Regions from separate parts of the Drosophila melanogaster genome. Here all the other regions are linked to region 1. A link is a contact called in public Hi-C data. All regions are on one chromosome and are shown on one strand. Each heading gives the region's core, a stretch centred on a gene start, on an enhancer-like site or on the middle of the called end of the contact. The rest is flanking DNA. Distances are from core to core; before and after follow the strand shown.

Region 1 (4,115 bases), core at 679-3,178:
CCCCACACCAAAAGGCCAACAAGGGCATTTATTAACTAGCTAATTTTTAATGCTGCTTCAGTTGACGCAGTTTCAGTTTCTGTTATTTCTTTATTTATTTATTATTATTTTTCTTGATACGTTTTTGGGTCGATTCGGGGCGGAGGCATTGCTGTCGACGGCGTTGCTGGGGCGGAACGAACTGCCATATACATATGCATATATGTACATACATATATATAAACCTATTCACAACGATGACGTCGTCGCGATGACCGCATGGTCAAAAGCAAAAACCACAAAAAATAGCGGAGAGAAGTACAAAATGTATATATTTACCTAACTAAACTCAATTCAGTTTGCAATTGAGAATCATTGAAAAAAATTGAAAATCAGTTGTTTCAGATATTGCTAAATTTAAAGAATTTTAAAGTAAATGAATTAAATGGCTTAGACGAAAATAAAACTGAAAACGCTAAAAGATTGTTTGTTTTTTGTATCTTCTAAATTGTAAATGGAAAACCCGTTATCTCTGTACTTGAGGTATGAAATCGAAAGAATTTAGAGAGAAATCGCTAGGAACGTGGAAAGTACATGTGAAAATGCGAGAAGAGCGCCAAAGTGGCGACGAACGAGGGAGAGGGCAAAAAACGTAAAAAGAGCTCAAAAAGTGATCTCTTGAAGCTGCCCCACCTTACACACACACACACACACACACACCAAAACAAGAACACCGACACACGCACACACACATGCCGTAATTCGCGCTCATTGTCTGCGCTCTTCTTCTTCGTCACCATCTTCGCTAGCTGCTAGAAAACCTGTTTTAGAGCCACCAATAAAAATGAAAAGAAAAAAACAGTGTGTGTGGAGTTAAGATTACGCCCTTGGACGAAAACTTGGTTCAAATCCATAATGCTTACCTTTAAGTCATAGAAGCCAGCAGCAGCAACAACAACTAGATGACGGGATTCTGCCAAAAAGCGCTCAAGAATCCAAAACTCAAAACTCAGGTAAGAGAGAGAGAGGAAGGCGGGAGAGGGCGACGCGCCAAAGCGTGAGAGACGGAGCGAGTGAGAAGGAGCCACTCAATAACTCGCTTACGAAGTTTTGGCTTCGTGGTAAATACATATGTACATACAAAAACAACTAGAATACAACAAAAAAATAGGAAAAATAAAAAAAACACAGAGCTTTAAATGTTGAGGTTTTGAGCGCTCTTGTACAGTTAATGGCGCCCATTGTTGCTGTTGTTGTTGCCTTTGCGTGGCTTTTGGCGTCCTCCGATTTGCTCTCCTTCTCCTTTTTTGTTGTCATCGTGTGCTTCGTACAATATTGCATTGCCATTCATTTTTAATCAATTGCATTAATGAAAACCATCAACTATTTAACTTTTTGGGTGCGGCACAGTGTGCAAAGTAAAAAAACAACAAAAAATGAAGGTGGAAGTAACGCAAGGAGACAAACAATTTTGTTTTGGGTTTTTTTTTCTTCCTTTCGTTTGGCAACCAATTTTTCTTATTTTTTTAAAACAATTCCCAGACAAGCACACCCGCACACTCACACACACGAACGCACACTAAAAAAAAAAAGCGAAGGCAGAGCTAAAACCAATTTATATATTGGCGGAGTAAATAAGACAATTTTCTACGCGGCGTCAGTTCGTTTTTTTTCCTCTTTTTTTTACTATTTTATTTTCAATTCCCGGCGCTCACTAACACTAACACCGACGCATATACACACACACTGGGACAGTTATGTTATACACGCGGAATTTTTAGGAAAAAATAAATAAAGTTAGTGCTTAAACACCCAAATAACGATATATATTCGCTCGGCTGCGAATATGTATCGCGGTGTTTTCGGCGTAGTTTTCAGTAAATACGATTTGGCGGACATACACAACCAGCAGCGCGGATATTTTCTTTTCGAATGCGGAGAGGAACTGCCAGCCTCGCGAACGGTAACAATCGGACGCACGGAATGCGGGGTGGCATCACCGACAAACTGGTTTACGGTTATCGATATTTATCTAAGATATACCAACTATCGATTGATTACCAGGGATGCGATATACTTTTAAATAACCTACGCTCTTATCGATATTTGTAACTCTTTAGAGACTCTTATCGATAGTGTGTTCAATGCTACCCATAACATGAATGATATATCGATTGATGAACTGGGCGCCAAAATATTCAAATTCAAATGGTTTTACGTTTTAATTACAATTCTGAGCAACGCTAAACAGAAACATAATTAATTATAAAGATATTGAAACTATTTGGATTTCTTTCGTTTATTCCAACATATTTATTTAATTGGTATTATTGTTTCAAGTATTACACAATATTGATGCCTTTTCTCTTACGTTTTCAATTAATTTATTATTATTATTATTATTATTGTTATAACTAAATATCGATCACATTTCCTTTCAGAACGTCTCTCATTCTCATCATTTTAATCCCTGTTCACTTTTTGATGCGGAGCAGAACGCACAAACTCCTGCATACACACTTCCTTTCCATCGTCCTAACTAATTTGCAATCATATATATCGCAATTCGCGGTTTAATTATTGCTTCTCCTATTTCTTTTTATCGCTCGCGCTCTGCGGGGGGGAAATGGAAAGGGGGATGGAAGGGGACAATGAGAAAAGTAATATTAAAAAAAAAAACAAAATCGAAAGCGAGACTTGCAAAAATCAAATCTGCGCTAATACTACATAATTGGTTAAGTGTAAATTAAGGATTTAAGTAGGCTCTATTTACGTCTACGTTTTGCAATTATTATTTGGCTGTTTAAGGTAATCAAGAGCGAAAGAATCAAGAACCAAAGTGGGAGAAAACAATTTGCGTGGCGTAAATGTTCTTTTAGTAATTCTTCGTCGTCTTTTTCTCCCTATACAATGTATATACTTTTCTTTAAATGTGTATAATATTGTCCTAAAAGCCTTAAAAAATATGACGCAGCGGCCTGCAATTCTACATATGCCTATATATAGCCTGTATATATACCATAATCGCACATAATTTCTCGGTAGAGCAAAAGGAACACAAGCAAAAGCCATGTGAAGAAGGACACAATGTAAAATGATATCATATCTCTTAATATCTCTCGCCTCGAGCATTCGACATGCATCATTAAAAGTTAGTTCGTTTTATAGCGGTTTCCGTTTCCGTTTCCGTTTGGTGTTGGGAGGTTTTTTTTTTTTGTCTTGGATTTAAGATTTTTGGGTGGCTGGAGGAGGCTGGCTATACGTACAATTTCTATGTTTTCTGTATATTTGTTTTAGGTACATAACAGTTCTTTATATTGTATGGTGTGTGTGTATGTGTGGCTGCCTTGTTTATCGTTCTACGTTACTCCGTACTCCCTATTTCGTTAGCTACATTAGTTAGGTGCGTTTAGTGTCTCCATTCCGGATCCGTACTGCATGCCCACCGACATGGTGAAGAGCCACGCCACCGCCAGCAGACTGCTGCCGAGCAGATCGCCCAAGGCCGTCAGGTAGGGTATGGCCGAGTTATCCGGATCGATCTTCCACTTCCACATCGCGTGCACAATGATGTGGGCAATATACAGCAGCAGCATCACCTGAAACGATCGCAGCACATTAGCGTTGTGTTTTCGGAGGGTTTATAATGACATATGTATGTATGTATGTACATACATCAGCAAACGGCCTTAGCATATTCAAAACTCACCTGAACCAAACTGGCGGTCAAATAGGAAAGCACAAACACCCAGGTGACCGTCGAGGTGCTATAGTTTATATAGTCAGCAGCAAAGATGAACAGAACATTGCCGGGTATGGACATGGCAATAAGTATCCTCGCTGTCTTCGCATAGGGAACTGTATGAAGAGCACAAATGAATAATAACCCGATTCCATTACCAATTGCCAATTCTGATTGAGACCTACCTCCTTTGAAGAGCGCCCGCCAAGGCCACTCGAAGATCTGCGTGTGCGGTGGTATAATCCCGATAATTGAGCTCTGGTGCAGCATTGTGGATATCTTGCTGGCCTGCACCGATACCAGATTGCCGCCGATTCCGTTGATGATCGGTTGAAACACTACGAATCCATTAAACACCTCGACGGCGGCATCCAACACAAGGCCACCCAGACTG
Region 2 (4,115 bases), core at 413-2,912, 110 kb after region 1:
TTAATATTACAAACCAAAAGAGTAGCCAGACCAGTAAATAATGAAACAAACATTAACAATTACTAGGATGAGCTTGATTCTTAAAATTCGTAATACAATAACGGCAATCTCTTTGGTTTATAGTGTGTATGTACATGTATGTACATACATATGTAAATGCGTAATGTTTACATATTATGGCAGGTGTTTACTTTTCTTAATGAGGGATAACGGAATCGGAATCTCTGGGTCGCCGCACATTCTACAGATAATTAAATAAAAAGGGCGTGAAACCAAAACAAGGCTTAGAAATACTACAAGCTGATACAGATACACCCAACCAGCACACACACATACACTAGAATTTAGCGATAACAACAAAATGCGGGCAACTTATTTATGCAGAAACAGTGAGAAAGAGCGAGAGGAGGGAGAGCATGAGATGATCAAGCCGGAAGTAAGGTTTTAAGAAAGAAGAGGAGTGTAACAGATTCATTTAACAGTAACAACAACAGCGATCGCTTACAGGTAGGGCATATGAAAGGTAGACAAACGAGAGACAGAAGAGCAAGGGTGGAAGGGAGAACTGCAAACTGCGATTTATTTAGGGATGTCTCTGTGTGCGCGCACTCATATGCACGTGCATTTGCATGTGTATTTGTGCCAGTCTGACCTCGTTGGCAAACTAAAAAAAATAATATTAAAGAGCATGAAAAAGTGTGGAACATGGCAGAGCGAATGAAGGCGGAAAAAAAGCCGCACCTAAAAAATCTATTACATCACTAGGGAAAATTGACACAAGTATTAGACATTTACATACACGCACACACAGAACCGTAAGCGTTTAAAGCGCACAAGTGTGTGCGTGAGTAAGCATGCTGAAAACGGAAGCGAATTGAGCATTGAAAAATACACTCATTTTGACCCCTTAAACATGTGAAATCCAATCAAAAGAGATAAGATAGTGGGGAAACAACATTATATGAACGACCACCAATGAAGGCTAAATACAGAGGTGGTCAAAAATACTTCAATACTGTAAATACTTTTGACCACCTCTGTATTTCAGCTAGTCATTGTATAATAGAATATGTTGAAAATGAGAAATATTCATTGATTTGTCTAAAATGTACGAAAGTGGCAAAAATCACATACATAAGTACTTGTTACTTTGAAAACAATATTTCTCCTATAGTTAACAGCGTATACCTGAAAGAAACCCTACAAAAAATATGATAAAATGCTTAAAAACCCACTCAATTTAACATTTGTGGGGGAAAACTTAAGCTATGCCGCAACAAAACCATAACTTGCGGAAACTACAAGTGCAAAAATGTACAAATATCGAGTAAAAACTGCCTAAAACCCCTCGTAAAATGATAAAATATCCAAACTAAATGAAATTTACGAACGAAGAGCAACATAAAAAATACAATCTAAGCCCATGGGCGACTACAACTACAACTGCTAGAAACTTCTTTTCAAAGGAAAGAAAAATCATTGAAATTATTCCCCGAAAACGAGAGCGAGACGGAGAGCGGCCGGCGACAAAGCGACAAGTGAGCGTGAGGCGAATTCAAGAGCCCAATACTCGCTCACACTCGCTTGGTTAACTTGGCGTGGGGACGTCGACGTCGGCAGCGTAGCGAAGTTTGTTGAAATTTTGAATGTGTGACAACGCGGTTCAGTCTGCCGCCAGCGCGGCCCGAAGCAGTGGTCTGTTACAAAAGTATATTACGATTTGCTGGCGAACACTCATCCACTGACTAACTCTCCCCCTCACCCTTTCGCCTTGTGGCTCTGGCTGCCCTGCCGCTGTTAGCGCTTTCATGTTAACGCACACTGTTAGATGGCGAATTCGATGCGAAAGGATAAAGATTTGCCGCTGGGGCAGCGAAAAAGAGAGAAAAAACACAGTGGGCAAGTGGTGCACTTTCCATAGAAGAGTGTTCCAATGTGCCCATTGTAAACCAACGATACTTTCTTACTATGACTTGTTCCACACAGCTCTGGGCCAAGAAAAGTAACTAGGAGCAAAAGAAGCAGCCCCGCGTGATGTCAGACGTCAGCCCGCCCACAAAACACACTCGAAAGGATTGAAAAATGCAGACATTTTTGTTTGGTTTTTAGCAACTCTCTTTTTTTTTTTTTGTTAATGTTTATTGGTTTCTTTTACGCACCGCTGAAATGTTAATAACAGCCCTCGTTACTGTTAAATGTTCACACTCTCTCTCTCTCATTTATTTCTTTGTGGTTTCAATGAAAGTGAGCTACAAAGCTGCAAATCGAAATTCGTAATGATTTTGAATTGATTGGACTTTTTGGACGAGAATTAGGAAAGGCGTTTGATTCTTAGTGGGGTGAACAAAGAAATATACAACTGAATAAAATATATATGAAATTTATGGAAAACGAGTTATGAAATGAGAGCGAGAGCTAGAGGAAGTGTGCGAGGGAGAGAGAGAGCAAGTTACATTATTTGCTTTGGCATTTCTTGGTACGTACGATTCGTACGATTTTCACTTAAAACTAGACTAGGCGTACAAGATGTGTTAACTATAGATACCACAAAATACAACTAAAACGAAATTCGAAGGGGGTAAAGAAAGAAAAATCAAAAGGTAAAAAGAATGAAATGAAAAAATTATCACCTTTTTTTGTGTAGTAGGTCGTCGTCTAGCTCTCCCTCCCTCTCACGATCTCTTTTGTGGCTGTGTTGCTGTCGCTGCCGCTACTCGCTCTCCCGCCTGCTCTCACTCTATATCGCTGCTGCGCTGTCTCTCTATTTATCTCTCTTTCTATCCCGTTGCCTTGCAGCGGAGCTCTGCTGCCGTCTCGCTTGCACTTGGGCTCCGCTGCTTTGCTTCAGCCGCTGAATTCGCAGTTAAGTTTTCGCTGCTCTCTGTGTCTCTTTCTGCTGCTGCTTTTGTGGTTCTTATGTTTTTGTTTTCGATTCGGATTGTAGAATCTTTTGGATTTTGCACACTTTTGGTTGATATTTCTTTAGGTTTCTCTTTGTTTTTTTTTTTTTTGGCTTGTGATCTTTTTTAGTTAAAACTCTAAACTGAGACAGGGGAGGAAAACAATGAGGGTTCGTCTAAATTTGGAGCAAGCAAGTCACACACAGCCAGGCGCGGCGGCGAATTCGGGCATATCGACTCGAGTTGCGGCGAGAGCGAACGCGGCGAACAACGGACAACACTGTGGCATTGGCAATGGCAGCGCTTGTCGCCCGCCTTCACTTCAGTGTGTGAGTCGCGATAAACGCGAGCGAAACGGGCGGCGCAACTGAAATCGCGTACCGACTGGCGCAGACACGCACACCACCGCACAACAGCGCGTATACGTATACGGGCGAGAGAGCGCATGCTCTCCGCCACACACACGCGGTCAACGTTTTCTCCGCTTTGTGGCGCCGCGCAAGTTTTGTCGCAGCAGCAAACACGCAATAAAAGTTCAAAAACAGTTGAAGTATACCGCGACGCGAGTAAAAATCTTTCCTTCGACGTCGTCTCTGTTCGTTGTAGTAGTTGTTGTTGCTGCTGTTGTTCTTGTTGCTGCTACTGCCGCTGCTTAACGTTTCTATAGTGTGTTCCGTTCCGCGAATTCTCATGTGCATTTATGAAGATATACATATATATATATATACATATATCTGCATATATGACTGACCAAAAGGTAAAACAACGGCAACAAATAAAAACAGTATACAAATTGTTGTCAAATATAGTGATAAAAAGAACCCCCACCCGCGGTAGTTCGATCGCTGTTTTGTTTAAATTAATCTGCATATCATGTTGTGCGGCGGCTGCATTTCATTTATTTTTTGCTCGCTGAAGAAGAACTTGCTTGCTCCAAAAGAATTAACAAAAAAAAATATATCTGCGTTTCGGCGCTGCGTCGACGGCATTGTTATTTCGTTCGTATTGTTGTTAAGTGTGAGTAGTAGTAGTAGTTGTTGTTGTTGTTTCGCTACCAGAGCTGAATAATGTAGTTGACCAAAAATTTTGAGAGCACAAGTCTGAGCACACACGATACGTCTTCTTCGTTTGGCCGTTTCACTTTGAGCAGCGTGACCGTGGTGCGTCGCTATAATATGCCCCGCGAGCCGTGTGCGTATGCACTAACGCGTGCGG
Region 3 (4,115 bases), core at 695-3,194, 75 kb after region 1:
GTGCAATTTTGACATATTGCTGACACGCCCACAAACAAATCTTTCCGTGGATCTGTCATTGCCCCTTGATATTTACGGATTTCCCCTTTGTTTGCTTGTTTTTTTTTTTCTTTCTCGTACAAGAAACTCTTCTCTTTTTTCTTCATCATCTGGCGCACGTGCTTCAAAATGCAGCCAAAACACAACAATGTTGCTGTCGTTTAACGAAGCGTGAAAGTTATGAAATAAAATTGCAAGCCAATTTGGAAAAATTATTTCTGGAATTATTGCATTTCCAGTAACGAAAGGCGGAAATGTTCTAGCGAACGTTTTTCAACGTTTTCATAGCCAAGAGCCTTTACATATATTATGTACTTATAATTCGTACTTTCATGCACTACATTTATTTAAATAAATGACTCTTAATGATTATGGTTAGCCATGCCAGTGTATGGCAACTGTCAAATAAATTTAATGACACTTTTGTTGGTGCAAATTATATTTTGATGGCTTGTGACCAATTAATATTACACAATGCGTATAAGGAATTGTGTGGGGATTTATGTGCATACATATATGTAAGGGCCTCTTCGATTCAACGGAAATTGGGCGCATAATTCACAAAAATGTCGTGCCATAAAGATCGTGCGTTGAAAGAGCAAGAAGAAGAGGAGGATATAGACGAAGGAGCCCGATGCAGAGGATATAGTCGGACGCACTTACCAAAATTAATGCCATCGATGACAACATAGCCAGCAACAATAAAAGCCAAGCGAACAAAAATAGCCACAGAAACGAAGGGAAAATGTGAAATGAAATGAAATGAAATGGTTTGGTATGGGTATGGTGTGGTAGGGAAAAAGGGAAAATCATGAATGGAAATGATGGTTTTTTTTTTTGGGAGAACGTGTGGGGACAATGCTGCCGCTGGCTGCACAATTATTGCCAACTGCTAACAGATTTGTGTTGGCACTGAGCAATCGAGGGGCGAAACATTTGTTTGATAATGATAATGGCCATGTTGAAGGCTCACCAAAGATGCAACGGAGTGCAACTCCGGCGAAATTGAGTCATTTTCACGCGGAATTATTGACACATGCAGCGGCATGCGGCGGGCTTGAAATTGAATAATTTTCGAAATTAAATGGCGATTGCAAGTGCCATAACCATTTGAATGACGCGCCTAAATGGCTTCCACTGCAAGTGGACTGCATTCATCGATAGGTGTGGAACGTAATTTCAATTTAAAATTTGATAAATAGAAGCTTTTACTAACTAAACTGCTTTTGTGGTTTTGCTAACAATTCGAGAAGATGATTTTACGTATTTTGTTCATTAAATGGGAAATAATAGTCCAAAAATTAATTCTCATACCACGTTAAACTTGTTTTTTTATTCCACATCGATTTGGGAATTTTATTTCTAAATAAAAAAAAAAAGTGATACAGTTCGTTAGCATTGGTAATTAGCTGTACATAGCAGTTATTTTCTTAGCTATATTATCATTTTTAGGGAAGTAATTATGAAAACACCCAACGATACAAAAAAAACTATATTTTGCCAAAATGAGTTTTTTTTTGATTTTCTGTCCGTTTTTTCCGCCTAGCTTAACAAATAATGGATAGAACACAGAATGGCATACCTCGCTGGATTCGTTACAAAATTTGCCATCGAATGGCATTCAAGCCTAAAAATGTTCGATTTTTGAAATTTTTCGAAAATTTTAATGATACAAAAAATGAGAAAAATTTTCAAAAAATTTAAATTGCCTAAAACCGCGAAAATGTAATATGGCTCGTTACATTGGCTTATACGCGGCACAAAACAGTAATTATTTTAGCTGTGCGTATATTTTTTGCCAAATTATGACGAAAAACCCCTATTTTTCGATAACCAAATTGGCGCCAAAAAGCTTTCGAGCTGCCAGTGCTGCCACATCCGCTTGGATTGCGGCTTTTCTTGGCGCTTATGCGGTGGCCACACTTTTGTTATTAACATTTCTGTTCAACAAAAACATTAATAAACATTAGTAAAAGTGCAATTGTTAGTGCAATAAAGACAGTTCATATACAGAAACGTAGTCGAGAGCAGCTGGTGACCTCCACCGGTGACATAGTAGCCTGTGCAATTTAACTAATAAGATTAGGATTTACTTAGTATCTTTTTTTTTTAAATTTAACGCTTCCGATGTCGGATTCGCTGATCATTTGCGTTTCCGACTACTGGCGGCGATGTCATTACCACAATCGTCAAAATCGTGAAGCCGGCGACGCCTGGCCAGAAGCCAAACCGCTGCGGAGGCTGTGCATCGATGTGGACGCCATCAATGGTAATTACTATCTTCGCGAGTTCCTGCACCAGCACGTGCTTGCCCAGAGCCTTATGCACAATCATGGTGTCCAGCTGGTCTGGCTGCAATTCGAGGAACCGGAGAAGCACACCATTGACTACAAATTCGCCGACATGCTGGCACACACGCTGTGGGAGCGCATCGAGGTGGAGCACCTCATGTCCTGGCTGTCCACACTGGGCGGCGGATTCTCCGCCCTTGGCGAGCAGTTCGAGCGATGTGTAAGTAATCCATCCATCCTTCCTACATGGTTTATCCCACCCATTAACCCACTTTCAGGCGAAAACGGCTGGCAAGATTTCGCTGCAGCAGTTAAAGATTGGCATGCGACTCGGTGATCCCTTCCTGCAGACGCGCTGCAAGCTCTACTACAGCATTTCGCTAATCCAGCGTGGTCAACTACGGATGGCGAAGCATTTGATCCGACAGCAGTATAAGTTTGCGAGTAGAAACATCGAGAAGGATGTGCGCCTGATGCGGATGTGTCTGGGCATTTGGCGGCGACTTAGCTACGAGTACGAGCAGCGAAGACTGCGGAAAGGTGGCAACTAAGTTGGACTTGGAACCGCAGATTATTTCGATCAAAAAACTAAAAATTGTAAATTGCATTAGGTGGTCACGATTCGAGCGTCGATCGTGTTTTTTTTCCTCTTTTGTTAAGCAAAAGTCAAATATAGTTTTCAATTTATTTATTTAATATGTAATTGTATATACGTAAAAAATGCATTTACATTATTCATTTATTTCTCGTTCGTATTTGTATATATATATATATTTTCAACTGCCCGCTACTAAAAATCAAACGTAATCCATGGAAGGGAGAACTGAGATATTTCTTTTACCTAAGCGCTAAACAAAAAATTATTGTTGTACAGAAATTGACAAAGACTTGTGGGACGACTTGGACGCGGATATATTGCTTGTGCATGTGCACATCCTCCTTGAGGATCGGGGGGGATGGATCTCGAAAACGAACAAAATAATGTACAAAAAAACTGAAAGCCGGTAACTCGAACTCATTTGGATGCTGCTCGAAGATTGCTGCTCGTAAAGCTTTATATATATTGTATTTTAATATATGTTTTTTTATATGTGTGTGTGTGTGTTGGGTGTGTGTTGGGTGTGTGTGTGTGTGTTGGGTGTGTGTGTGTGTGTTGGGTGTGTGTTAGGTGTGTTGGGTGTGTCTTGATGGCAACCTGGACCTACTGTGCTAGCGTACCCATGGGATCCCAGGCAGGCAGTACGATCGGATCCATGTCGAACACGCGCAACACATCCTCGGGCACGTACTTCTTGTCGACGACCACCTCGAATCCAAACTCCCTAAACCAATCGGCGTTCATCACCAGATAGCCCTTCTCGCCGCGATCCTCACCCCACGAGTTCTCCACACGCAATTTCTGGGCCACGCCGCTCTTCTGCAATTCAAATTGTTTCAAATGGTTAACAAACGTATAGCAGGCTGAATTAGTGCTACTCACATCCACGGATACGGCGGTGAAAACCATGGCATGGGTCATGGCCGATTCACCGTAGATCAGGCGGTCTGCCTTGGAGAATGTCGTTTGTATGTCAATGTCGAAGACCAGCTTAAAATCGTGGCTACATGGATAATCATCAGTTGAATAAAGCTAGCATAAGCAAATAACACGAGTCTAAGACACTCACACATCCACATCCTCGATGCCCTGCTTGGAGGCGAATCGCTTGCTAACCTCGCAGCCAAACCAAACGGCCTCGCCGGCCTTTAGCGACTTGGTGACAACCGCAAGGAGCAGTTCGACGG

Evidence for each region. A called contact is a pair of places that touch in the nucleus more often than the background predicts.
Region 2: a contact with region 1 is called in a Hi-C map of the Kc167 cell line, with 4 times the contacts expected there. The contact joins the promoter of lawc here to the promoter of Nrg in region 1. A contact is called at or near these places in 3 of 107 Hi-C or Micro-C datasets (the D17-c3 cell line, the Kc167 cell line and eye imaginal disc).
Region 3: a contact with region 1 is called in a Hi-C map of the Kc167 cell line, with 3 times the contacts expected there. The contact joins the promoter of CG12123 here to the promoter of Nrg in region 1. A contact is called at or near these places in 9 of 107 Hi-C or Micro-C datasets (the Kc167 cell line, the S2 cell line, eye imaginal disc and 2 more) and 1 of 6 datasets of contacts at active chromatin or transcription factors (the Kc167 cell line).

Annotation. Positions count from the first base shown.
Region 1 is chrX:8,515,186-8,519,300 of dm6, reverse strand. It overlaps Nrg (Neuroglian), which reads right to left and starts at 1,928. Exons shown (of 8, transcript NM_001169234.3): 1 at 1,881-1,928. CG33181 reads right to left here. Exons shown (of 10, transcript NM_001103441.2): 8 at 3,907-4,112; 9 at 3,689-3,837; 10 at 2,272-3,578. The coding sequence ends at 3,375.
Region 2 is chrX:8,409,205-8,413,319 of dm6, reverse strand. lawc (leg arista wing complex) reads left to right here and starts at 1,662. Exons shown (of 4, transcript NM_001258650.2): 1 at 1,662-3,657. The coding sequence starts at 3,346. The coding sequence ends at 3,567. Trf2 (TATA box binding protein-related factor 2) reads right to left here and starts at 4,048. Exons shown (of 10, transcript NM_206654.2): 1 at 3,956-4,048; 2 at 2,631-3,043.
Region 3 is chrX:8,440,177-8,444,291 of dm6, reverse strand. It overlaps CG12123, which reads left to right and starts at 1,944. Exons shown (of 2, transcript NM_132250.4): 1 at 1,944-2,550; 2 at 2,609-3,045. The coding sequence starts at 2,167. The coding sequence ends at 2,881. CG1440 reads right to left here. Exons shown (of 5, transcript NM_001298089.1): 3 at 3,998-4,115; 4 at 3,811-3,931; 5 at 3,028-3,747. The coding sequence ends at 3,532.